4 separate regions of the Mus musculus genome follow, and all the other regions are linked to region 3. A link is a contact called in public HiCAR-type and Micro-C data. All regions are on one chromosome and are shown on one strand. Each heading gives the region's core, a stretch centred on a gene start, on an enhancer-like site or on the middle of the called end of the contact. The rest is flanking DNA. Distances are from core to core; before and after follow the strand shown. Region 1 overlaps Sesn1 (sestrin 1). Region 2 holds the start of 9030612E09Rik (RIKEN cDNA 9030612E09 gene). Region 3 holds the start of Nr2e1 (nuclear receptor subfamily 2, group E, member 1). Region 4 overlaps Sesn1 (sestrin 1).

Region 1 (2,700 bases), core at 62-2,561, 750 kb after region 3:
TGCAGCTGTGCTGTGCTCAGCTCTGTCCCACATTCTGGAATCAAATCTGAAACTTTCTGCCTGTGACCTGCATGCCTGGGAGACCTGCTGCTTAGCTAAGAAAAGTTCAGCCCCATGCAATGAGCATCCTCGTCAAGAGCAGCAAGCTGGTGCTTTCTCACGAAAGTGTACTTTTGCTGGCTTAAGGCTCTCACATTTCAATTGTAAAAAGTCTTCTCTAACAGTTTCAGGAAGTAAGTGTCCTGTGCATGTGGCAGCTCAGGTGGTCTGCTGCTGTTCTGAGGCAAGGTCTCAGGTAGCCCAAGCTGGCCTTGAATTCACCTAATGGCCCAGGATGCTCTTCAACTTCTGACCTTCCTTCCTGTACCCACCCCCAAGTGTTAGGATGTTGGGCATGTACCACCACACCCAACTTCTCAATTTTTTTATGGAGGGTACTCTTTGAAAAATTGATACACTTGGGTTTTCCCCCAAAAGTACATGCAAGAATACACTGTTTTCTCTGTAACTGATGGGTCACACAACATCCTAAAAAGCCAAAATCTTCAATTTGAACCATTAAGCTGTAGCCTCTCCCAGAACAAGTCTTGGCTTTGCTTCCTGGAAAACAAGAACAAGTCTCCTTTGGTAATCAGTTTGGGGCAGTTAAGACTGCCCACTACTCTCTGCAGAGAATGTGAGGTCCATTCTCAGATCCCATGTCAGCACACTCACAACCACTATACGCATGTGCACACAGACAGACAGACAGACAGATGTGCATGTGCACACACATATATATACATAGAGCGAGAGACAGGGATGGGGGAGAGAATGTTTGCTTTACTGGTTTCATGTTCTCATCTTCCCAGAAACTACTCTCCAAGGAGCACATATGCGTTGAGCCCAACTGTGTACCTGCCCAGCTGGATGGTCTAGTCAGATCATCTACCTCTCCAGCTCACGCTCCTTGTGTTGAGTGACTGGATAAAAGCAGCGAGTGCATGCCACAGGCCCAAGAACAGCATCTGGGGGGGGGGGCGAGTTAACTAGACTATGGGCTCTGAGGTCAGCAGTCTTCTCCACCTCTCTTCCACACAGATACCTGTGCAGGTACCTGGAACAGTCTGAGACAGTAAGTGAAAGAGGAGATCAATACTATCACCAGTTAAGCTTGGATATTTAAACTTGGAATTATCTCCTTTCTCCTTTCAGACTCCCTCTAAAAGAAGACAACTGAAAACACAAATGTTCTTAAGTTGTACACACATCTTCTCTTGAGGCCTACAGCATCAAAATTGATGACAAACTAGACTTGAGTTGAGTCAGAGTGCCACCTAGTGCTCACAGCAGCTAACTGCTGAGAACTCAGGAAATGTCCTTGGTGAACAAGGAGGCAGGCGGGCACAAAAATGTAAAGTGAGTGGAAAACTGTCATTAATGGCCAGAGTCTTCAAAAGAAAGGTAACTATAAGGAAAATCAGACATCTGCAGCTTTAGACGCTAGTACATGCGCGCATACATATGTACCATACTAGAGAAAACTTACTTCCGAGTACCCTAAAGTTCTACTTCCTGCAGAATCATTCTGTGAATAGAATCTGGTGCACAGCATTCCCCTTGTATCCTTGGCTTCTCTTTCTATGGCTTTATAATCGCTAGTCATGGTCAGCCATATCCAGAATCAACAATGCGTAAATTTTAAATCACGTGCTATTCTGAGAAGTGATCTCATACCATGCTGCCAGGCCTGTGATTTACTCTTTTCCAGAGTGTGCATGCCACATGCCACATACACTACCCACTCAGTATCTTTTTAGTGGCCACCTCAGTTTTCATAACAGCTGCTGGCTCCAATGTAAGGCTCGCAGTGAAGTAGTGCATACCCAGGAGCCCATAATGTCAAAACACCCAACTTGTTCAGCTCAGGCACCTTATCACTAGTATTGTTAGCATCTTCTGAATACTCACTGGTAGTACCATCTGAAATCTCAAAAAGGGAGAGTTCTAGAAGACATTAGAAGAGAGGAAAAACACATCCATATAGCTTTAATTACAACAAGTAGTTGTTCTGTTATTGTTGTAAACTTAGGTTTACATTGTAGGTACATGCTGAGGCAGGAAGATCAAAAGTTCAAGGTCAGCCTGGGCAACTTTGCAAGACTTTGCTTCAGATTCAAATTTAAAAATTGGGAGGTGGGAATGGTGGTACTTGTAATCCCAGCATGTGGGAAGTGAAAGCAGGAGTATAAGGAGTTCAAGGTCATCGTCAGCTATGTAGTGAGCTTAAGGCAAGCCCGGGCTACATGAGGCCTTGTCACAAACAAACAAATGGAGTGCAGCTTGGTGGAACAGTCCTTGCTCAGAATTCCTTAAGTGGCTGCCTAGTACTGTACAAAGCTAGGTTTGATGGTTCATAGTTATAATTCCAGCACTTGGGAGGCTGATGCAGGAGGACTGTTGTAAGTTCAAGTTTAAGGTCAGCCTGGGCTACATAGTAACTTCTAGACCAGCCCATGTTTGTCTCAAAAATACCAATTAAAATTTATAAACAGCAAATAAATTTGAAAATGGTTTAATTTTTGAACCATTGGGATGACTATACTAAAAATGACATGAGAAAATGTTTCTTATTAAAATTAGTATTCTCTATAATTGAAGGAAGGCCCTTACTTCAACATATTATATGTAGTGGGATAAAATTTTTCAAATTTCTATCAA
Region 2 (2,700 bases), core at 69-2,568, 590 kb before region 3:
CCCAAATATTTGTACGAAACACATTATGCTAAAATGCAAAAACAGGCCTCATAGGGTTGTTCAGCCCTGCAGAGTACGCTCCCAGATATCTGTAATTCTATGCTTAAAGAGACAAAACCATGCTAAAATGCAAATTAGGCAAGGCAACACTCAGAATGAACCCCACTTGATAGGCCGAACTGAGATTTTAATGAAAAGCTTACTCATACCCCCACACCGAATTCATTCTATCTCTTAAGGACTTAAAAATGTGTAATTTTAAATTCCACCACTGTCATAATGAACACTCCGTAATAACAAGCCGGGGAACAATGGACACCCCCATATCACATTGTGTCAGGTAATTACAAAGTGGAGCGGCGCGGGAAAGCTGAACTGGGAACGTCTAGGTGTCGTTCCTTTGCAGTGTGTGTAGGAGATTTTCAGAGCTGTGTGTTGTCTCTGGAGCCTCATCAAACGGTTCACGCTGATACCTCAACCCAAAAGACAGGGACAGGCGCAGCCGACCTTGGTCCAGGGCGTGGACAGAGGCGGCCCAAGAGGAAACACGTGAGCGCATGGAGGATGAGCTGGGCTTTGGAACCAGCAGATGCGAGTCTGGTGGAAGAGTGTGGAACCTGATGGAGAGGAGAGGGTCCTGTCGTGCGTGGCGAGGGCGTGGGGCTTCTGGGGGGAGGGATCCTGAGCGCACAACAGTACCCACTAAGCCCAACCCTTCCCATTAAGCACAGGGCACGGTGAGGGTGCAAGCCGGGTCACCGGGTAAAGATGCTACTTTGTAACAGAGCATAAGCTTGCGTTTGGGGCAGAGGGGGAAGGGAGACAGAAAGAGAAAGAAAATCAGGGAGCTGGAGGCTGAGTTGTCCTACTTCGAAGTCCTTCTCAGGAAGGCAAAAGCTTCCTGGCAAACAGTCTGACGGCGCGCTGTGCTGGAGACCCCTCTAAGCGACATTCAGCCTCCACACAGCCTGCCGTAGTCTTCGGAGCAGGACACTGGTGCCTGAGCGGTGGGTCCGGTCTGTGTTTCCCTCCGCTCCCGGGCGCTGCAACCCCGGAGCCGAGTTCTCGCTCTGCCTTCAGGTCCCTGCGCCCTTTCAGCGCTCCACCTCCACCCTTCACCCCGCTATGTTTTGCCTCAGCGGCCTCTAGGTCATCCTCAGAAGCCAACTCTGAGCCCACCGGAGCCCACGTCACGGAGCTCGGGAGCAGGAGGGGTCGTCGCGGGGAGGTGGCGGCTCCGAGTAGGGCCGGTGCCCGCCGCCCAGGAGCAGGCGGCCGCCAGCAGCCCCCGGAGCCGCGCAGCATCCGCGTCTACAACGACCGGGAAGCCACGCCCGCTCGCGAGCGGGGGGCTGGCCTTGTCCCCCCCACCCCCAGCCTCCCCTCCCTCGGACCCCTCCCCGCTCAGTCCCTCCCTCCGCCCGCGGCTCGGCTCGCGGGAGGCGCTGGGCGCCGGGGCTGGCGCGCTCTCCCGGGCGCACACACAGATCCACGCACGCACGCCCAGAGCAGCTGTCTCCGCCGTGGCCGGCGCTCCTCTCGCCCATGCGGACAGACAGAGCTCAGGAAGATGGCTGACGACTCCTTCGGGCCCCGAGGATGCAGCCCGGCGGCGGCGGGAGCGGGAGCGGCGGCGGCGGCACCGGCAGCGGCGGCAGCAGGAGCGGCGGCGGCGACGGTAGGAGCGGCGGCGGCGGCATCCCCGAGACTCCCCGGGCTACCCTTCCCCGTGACGGCCACTGACGGTCTCCGCCGCTAGAAGAGACCCCGCTCCTCCCTCGCCTGTTCCACCCCCACCCCCAGCCCCGGACCCGCTAGCACCGCTACCTCCGCCAGCGTTGCCACCATCAGCACCACCTCCACCTCCGCCACCGCCACCGCCACCACCACCACCGCCGGCGGCGGCAGCAGCCATTTCATCTCCACAGAAACCAGACACAAAAACATGGCAGAAATGGAGAAAGAAGGGAGACCTCCGGAAAATAAAAGAAGCCGGAAACCCGCTCACCCTGTGAAGAGGGAGATCAACGAGGAGATGAAGGTATTTTCGGACTCGGAGGCCGGGGAGACCGAGCTCTTTATTCCGTCCGCTCCCTTCGGGCTGTTGTGTAGGCTGCGGGGGGGGGGGGGGGGGACAGGGGCGCGCTTGTCAGTTTCTGCTGGGTCCCTGGGACGCCTCAGCTCCCCCTCCAGGTGCAAAACCGAGGCCAACTCATGGGCTGCATCTCCGAAGTCTGCCAACCTCAGATTTGATGGGGGCGAGGGGGGGGGGATACTATTTAACCTCACAAACCCTAGACTGGTACAGATGTTGCCGGGCGAGGGCACTGAACCCCAGTGGCGAGTGAGCATGGTGCAGTGGCTTTCCTGATGGTCGGTGTAGTATTTCTCCCTTTTTCGGAAATGAATCTCCGGACCCCTCCAAAGTTAAGAGCTGCCGGACCGGGGCACCCGGGATACCTGGATTCCACCCCTCTTCCCGGTCCATCCCCAGGCTCGGTGATCCCGCTTTGCTCCAACTCGCCGGCTGCGGCGGTGTAGCTGTCAGTGGCGGAGGCTTGGGCCGGAGCGGCGCGGGTCAGGGACGCTGCAGCCAGCGGGCTCGCCTCGCCGTCCCCGGCCGCTCCTCTCTGCTTCTGCCCCGGGTCTCCCGCTCGCCTCTGCACGCCTCACTTTCCAGTTAGCAGACCCGGCAAGCCC
Region 3 (2,700 bases), core at 174-2,673:
AAGACCATAAAGGAGAGGTGGTATGGGACACGATCACCCGCCTCTCGGTTGTTCCAAGTGGCCTGGCCCTAAGCCTGGTAGTTGCTGTGTGTGCTGCTCTTGGTTCCTTGCCTCCCAGGCTCGGGCAATCCGGGAAAAGTTGCTTTCACGTGCTGAGGCCTGAGACAGGAGCATACAGCCCTTTCGAGTTGGGACCCGGTCCTTGGATCTGCAGGGCCAGGCAGTCACACGGGAGACTCCAACAGGCACTGCGGCCAGGTGAGGAGGGAGCTGCGGGAAGGGTGGGCTAGCGACCAGGAGGAGCGCTGTCCACAGCTCGCCAGCCCCCAGCCTCCAATTCGGTCTGGAGAGCTGGAGGCGCGACCTCTGACCCCCGGCCGGGCCCACGCCCCGAGGAGAGGCTGGCAAGCTCTTGTTCGACAAGTTCAAGCGGCGGAGGGAGCTTAAATAGAATTAATCTCTTAGAGATCGGAGATCAAGGCTCCCTCGGCGCGCGCTGTCCCCGCGCCGCGCCACGACCAAGATGCCAGAGAGCTCTAGGATTTCGGGTAGGCGACCCGGCTGGGGAGGAAGGTGGCGGAGCTCTCCAGAGTCCCCAGGCCTGCAGGGGTAAGCCAGCGACGCCCGCTGGGGACCAACCGCAGGAGGGAAGGCTTTGAGGCTTTGCCTCTCAGCTGCTCAGTACACGCAATGGAGGCGAGAGGGACGCCGCCAGCTCCGGGTTGGCCGGTTTTGTTTGCAAGAAGCTGGCGAAGCCCTCCCCGCGGCGGTGCCCAAAGCCGTCACGCCGAGGCCGAGGGACCGCAAGATCCCAGCCCAGTCCCCAAGACCGCGCACCGCGACCTCAGCTCTGGCTTTCCATAGATAGTTGCAAAATGAATAAATTACTCACCTCGGGCCAGATCCAAGTTTTACCCAACAGAAGGGGCGCGAGACCAACAATGAACCAACTCACATGGCCATGTCCGGGCGCACACAATCATACACAGACACAGCTACCCAATATCTTCCACGAATCTATCTGTCTGGCATTCTGGAGAGAGGGGAAAAGCGTTTTGAGAGAGCCCCACCACCCCTCCCCTCCTCCCTTCCCGTGAAATATAAAAATTCATATTTTTTTTATTACAAGAGCGGCTCCGTCCTCACCATCACGCACGCACGGAGCCGCTTGCCCGTATTCACTCTCAACTCGTCAGCTCCGAGAGCGCTTGCATTTTCTTTGGAAGCCGCTTGGAGGTTCATTAATATCATTAGCATTTAACCCCCTCCCTCTTCCCATCTCCTCCCCGCACATGGCTGACGTCAGACCCCGCCAGGAGTTGGGGGAAAAGCTAAGTGGGCCAGGGACGCCCTATTCCCCTCCCCGCGGCTGCCTGTCAGAGCGCTACTGGAGATATTACCAGAGACCCGGCCCGCAGCGACAGGCACAAAGTCACAGGGTAATGAACTTCGGGGACCCTTCGCCGCTGCGTGCGCGGCTGTCCCCGGAAACTCGGATCTGGCCACCTCTCCCCTTGGAAGATCTCCCAGCAATCTAGTTTCCCCTCTCGGCGCCGGGGCTCCGGCAGCGAGGAGCTTAATCTGCCTCTGAGACTGCGGCTGTGATTTTCGCCTTTCCACAGAAGATCTGCAGTCTGCAGAGAGCTGCCCACTCTGCACGCCTGTGTGGAGGGAGAGATTGGAAGCAGTACCAAGCATGGGGAACGAGGGGAAGTTCGCCTTCGTTGCTCCGTAGGAAGACCATTTCCGTGTCTCCATCTCTGTCCTTCCATATTCCCCTCGCGCTGTCCTCCCTCTTCAGCCTGCCTGTCCATCTCTCCATCTGTCTGTTCAAGACTGTGTCCACATCAAGCCGCATCCCCAGCAGCTGCAGTTTTGCTAGAGCCGGGAAAGAAACTTAAGGATGCTTACATTTCCACTGTGGAACGAATTCTGAGCGCCGGGGAGAGCAGGGCAGCGCACAACCAATAGCCACCTGTCTGTCCCGCCCGGGAGCCTCGCAGGCTGGAGGGCGGCTGGAGAGCGGCGGCGGCCGGCGGCGACGTGGGCGCCGTGGGTCGGGAATCCGGCAGTGCCCACCAACCGCTGCGCCCCGGGACCGCCAGCATGAGCAAGCCCGCCGGATCAACAAGTGGGTACCGCTCGGGCAGCCGCGGGGTCCTGGCGCGTGGCCTGGGGAGGGCAGGCTGGGAGGCCGGGATGGTCCTTCTGAGAGCTCTGAATTTGAGCCCCAGAGTAATACTCTCTCGGGCTTGTATGTCCGTTGGCCTAGCTCTCTTAGACTGTTGCGTTGGAGCGTTTCGTGCAACTGGGAGAGCAATTTCGTTGCTTCTGGATGCTAGCTCTTCCGGGTCTCCCCGGTGTATCAGGAAGGTTGCGACCCGTGGCAGCCCACCGGTCCAGCCTGCTGTTTCTATTTAGCTGCAGGTGCCGAAGGTGGGAGGGGTGAGCCAGGGGCGGGAACTGGGCCGCAGCTCCAGGCGGCCGCACAATAACGCAGCCGCTCAAAAACTCAGAGCTTGCAGCGCGCAAAAGCAACTCTGCAAAAAGCGGATTTCGAATGGAATGCTTTGCACTCCGTTTCCAGCTATTTCAAATAATCCTGCAAAACCGGGAAGCAGAAACCATTTAAAAGTCACATTTTCCTTAATCCTAAATCCGCGTAGGTCATAACTGGGGAATGTAAAGTATGGCGAGCCA
Region 4 (2,700 bases), core at 93-2,592, 690 kb after region 3:
CACACAGAGTACATTTTAAAAAAATGGTTCTTAATATTGTATAAAACTACTCGTAGTGGTTTTTTTTTGGTTATACTTGAAAACATACTTATTTAAAGTCAGGAAAAAATAGAAACTATCTGATTATATGCTATTACAAGTCAGAATATGATTACAAGTCAGACAATAAGTAATATATTTATCCTATGTCAAAAGCATTAATCCTCTTAAATTAAAAAAAAAAAAAAGAAAGAAATTTTCATTGGATTTTTACAAACCATGATTCCAATGTAGTGCCGATAATGGAGGGGTAATGGCCCATCCATTTGTAGTAGGTAGTGTTGAGTCTTTAAGAAACTTTCTAAATATTGTGGATGGAAAACCATCACTAATGTGATGTTATCCAGACGACCCAAAGCAGCAAAGGAGTCTGCAAATAACGCATGCATCTGTGCGTCTTCACTGCCCACCTGCAGCATCTGTGGGAAGGAGAGGAGAGCCACAGTTGCACACACTATAAACCGGTTAAAGAGAACAGGAATGTGGTGCACCGATCTATTTACAAGTAGATTACAGTTTCCTGAGAGGACTTGTGATTTAAACTTGTAGCTGAAGAATAGTCCCATTATATGGTGGGAGATAAACAACAAAGGCTGAACTGAACTTTAGATAAAGGGTCTAGATAAGCTGCAGAGTTGACAAGAATCCAGACGAAGAAGCAGACTGTTAAATACCCAGATTTTGCAAGCAGACATTAAAACCTTTCCTTACAACACTATTCTCATTTAATGAGAAGAGAATCACAATTAATAGCAAAAACTTATGACAATAAAGCATAGCTGCTTCTACATATGTGGAATTAAAGGTCTGGTGCAGTGCTCTCACCAGTCAGATGGAGCACCTCTGCTTCCAAGCAAGGTCTAAACATATGCAGGTGGAGGGAGGGAGTCAACAACAAGGCTCAGTTTTACTTGATTAAGTACAGGTGCTTAAAATGCATCATGAAATCCTAGAAATCAATATGACCCTGACAGCTTTCTAATCCCATGACCTCACTGCCAAAGCATGACTAACTCTGAATAACTGTGTAAAACATGCTGTTGACCAGCAATCATTCAGATGCCAGATGTGGGCCATGAAAATGTTTCCTTAAAAGCAGGCAGTTCACTGTGTACTTTCAAAACAGCATACCTCCTTCTCTGGGATGAACCTGCTTGGTCCGTGTCCTAGTGGCCGAGGGATTCTGATTCCAAGTTCCTAGAAAAGAAAATTACACCATCTCAGATCTCCAGCAGTAAACAGCACAGACTGAGGCTAAAGGAGCAAGAGGAAAAGCAGCCAGCCTTGCTAGTCATTTGTTCTCACAGCTATATATACACACCAGTTCCTCTATTTGCATCACACAGCTAACACCTTCTAATATGACTGTCTAAAAACAATAAAACCTGTTTCACTAAAACCAGAGTTTTGCATAAAGCTCTTGGCAGAGAGTCTGGAACAGAAAGTTCAGCACACAGTGGCCAAACCCGTGGGCTGTCAGTGATACAAAACAAGACCAGTGTGTGTGTGTGTGTGTGTGTGTGTGTGTCTAACTCAACAAAAGCATCACTCCTTGTCAGGAAATAAAAACAACAATATCTCTATATAGACATCTTAAGACATCATTACTGTATTAATAAAACACGTCAAGGCAAGCAGTGGCATGTGACAAGTGAAAAGGCAGCTGAATCCACAGTCAGGACTCCAGTGGGGCATGCTCTCTGTGGTTAAGTGAGAACACTTCAGGAAAACCAAGTTTGGGCCTGTTTACAATCTTGCTAACATTCTGCCTTTTGACACAATCTAGAATTCTTTCTCTTATACTGACAGAGCAGCACATTAGCAGGAACAGAAAGCCTACTGTTAGGACTTCCTCCCCTATACAATGCTCTTGACATAATATCAAAATAACCATAATAAAACTTTTGAGGGCAATCAATCCATTATCGCTTTAAGCTGTAAAATAAAGTAAATACAACTGAAGATCCTTATTATTTATAAAATTGTTACATACAAATACTAGTTTTTTGTTTAAAAGAGGAAGACTATTGGCATGGATACAGAACTGTAGCCAAGAGTAAAACATTATAAAAACAGATATTCCCAACTCCTGTTCTGTGTGTGTGCACTATGTGTCTGTATGTATGCCTCTGTGTGTGTGTGTGTGTGTGTTTGTGAGAATATGGGAGAGCATGTACTGTGTAGCTCATGTGGAAGTCAGAAGACAACAGTCTCTTCTTTTTGCATTGTGTGTGCCAGGCTAGCTGGCTCTTGGACTTCTGGGGGCTTCTCTTTCTCCCTTCCATGTTCCTGTAGGCCTATGGGATTATTTGTTTGTGCTATGCATTCAGGTTTTACATGGGTTCCCAGGATTTGAACTTAGGTCCTCATACTTGTGTGGTGAGTGGTTTTACCCACTGAGCTATCTCCCCAACTTAGCTGCTTTGCTTTTAAGAAAAAACTGGGAGGGAACAGAGTGAATCCAAGAAGTTTGTTCTGAGCAAATGAAAATCTTTTGAATACAATACATTTTTTAAATCTCACACAGGGCTAGGAATGTAGCTTAGTTGGTAGAGTGCTTATTTAGTGTACAGCTGTAATCCCAGCACTTGGGATGTGGAGGCAGGAGGATCATAAGTTCAAAGATATCCTCAGCCACGTAGCAAGTTCTGACCCCCACCC

What was found. Hi-C and Micro-C count contacts between places; a contact is called where the count stands out from the background. HiCAR-type assays count read pairs that join an accessible place to other places.
Region 1: a Micro-C map of embryonic stem cells shows a contact between it and region 3, with 4 times the contacts expected there. The contact joins the enhancer-like site here to the promoter of Nr2e1 in region 3. A contact is called at or near these places in 6 of 39 promoter capture datasets (the HPC-7 cell line, cranial neural crest, embryonic stem cells and 2 more), 1 of 15 datasets of contacts at CTCF or cohesin (large pre-B cells), 2 of 484 Hi-C or Micro-C datasets (both in embryonic stem cells), 1 of 115 datasets of contacts at active chromatin or transcription factors (neural tube) and 1 of 9 other capture datasets (liver).
Region 2: a contact with region 3 is called in a Micro-C map of embryonic stem cells, with 8 times the contacts expected there. The contact joins the promoter of 9030612E09Rik here to the promoter of Nr2e1 in region 3. A contact is called at or near these places in 5 of 39 promoter capture datasets (embryonic stem cells and stem cell-derived epiblast-like cells), 18 of 484 Hi-C or Micro-C datasets (B cells, LSK cells, differentiating embryonic stem cells and 1 more) and 5 of 115 datasets of contacts at active chromatin or transcription factors (all in embryonic stem cells).
Region 4: a HiCAR-type map of astrocytes shows a contact between it and region 3, with 2.1 times the contacts expected there. The contact joins the enhancer-like site here to the promoter of Nr2e1 in region 3. A contact is called at or near these places in 1 of 39 promoter capture datasets (embryonic stem cells), 7 of 115 datasets of contacts at active chromatin or transcription factors (astrocytes, embryonic forebrain, embryonic stem cells and 3 more) and 1 of 9 other capture datasets (embryonic stem cells).

Annotation. Positions count from the first base shown.
Region 1 is chr10:41,829,687-41,832,386 of GRCm38.p6, reverse strand. The region is part of intron 1 of Sesn1 (sestrin 1); the gene reads right to left. Among named protein-coding and RNA genes, the nearest start is that of Sesn1, 20 kb to the right of the region's middle. Within about 2 kb of position 1,311, at least 40 of the 459 cell types and tissues checked have an H3K27ac peak or open chromatin away from gene starts, as enhancers often do. A contact at or near this core is called in the HPC-7 cell line and embryonic stem cells, where this site is marked.
Region 2 is chr10:43,173,317-43,176,016 of GRCm38.p6, reverse strand. It overlaps 9030612E09Rik (RIKEN cDNA 9030612E09 gene), which reads right to left and starts at 1,318. Exons shown (of 1, transcript NR_102361.1): 1 at 1-1,318. Sobp (sine oculis binding protein) reads left to right here and starts at 1,487. Exons shown (of 7, transcript NM_175407.3): 1 at 1,487-2,041. The coding sequence starts at 1,946.
Region 3 is chr10:42,582,313-42,585,012 of GRCm38.p6, reverse strand. Nr2e1 (nuclear receptor subfamily 2, group E, member 1) reads left to right here and starts at 1,423. Exons shown (of 9, transcript NM_152229.3): 1 at 1,423-2,131. The coding sequence starts at 2,107. It overlaps Gm38491 (predicted gene, 38491), which reads right to left and starts at 1,221. Exons shown (of 2, transcript NR_169130.1): 1 at 1,147-1,221; 2 at 1-1,033.
Region 4 is chr10:41,892,578-41,895,277 of GRCm38.p6, reverse strand. Sesn1 (sestrin 1) reads right to left here. Exons shown (of 10, transcript NM_001162908.1): 2 at 1,171-1,236; 3 at 258-458. Among named protein-coding and RNA genes, the nearest start is that of Gm33058, 65 kb to the left of the region's middle. Within about 2 kb of position 1,342, at least 120 of the 459 cell types and tissues checked have an H3K27ac peak or open chromatin away from gene starts, as enhancers often do. A contact at or near this core is called in astrocytes and microglia, where this site is marked.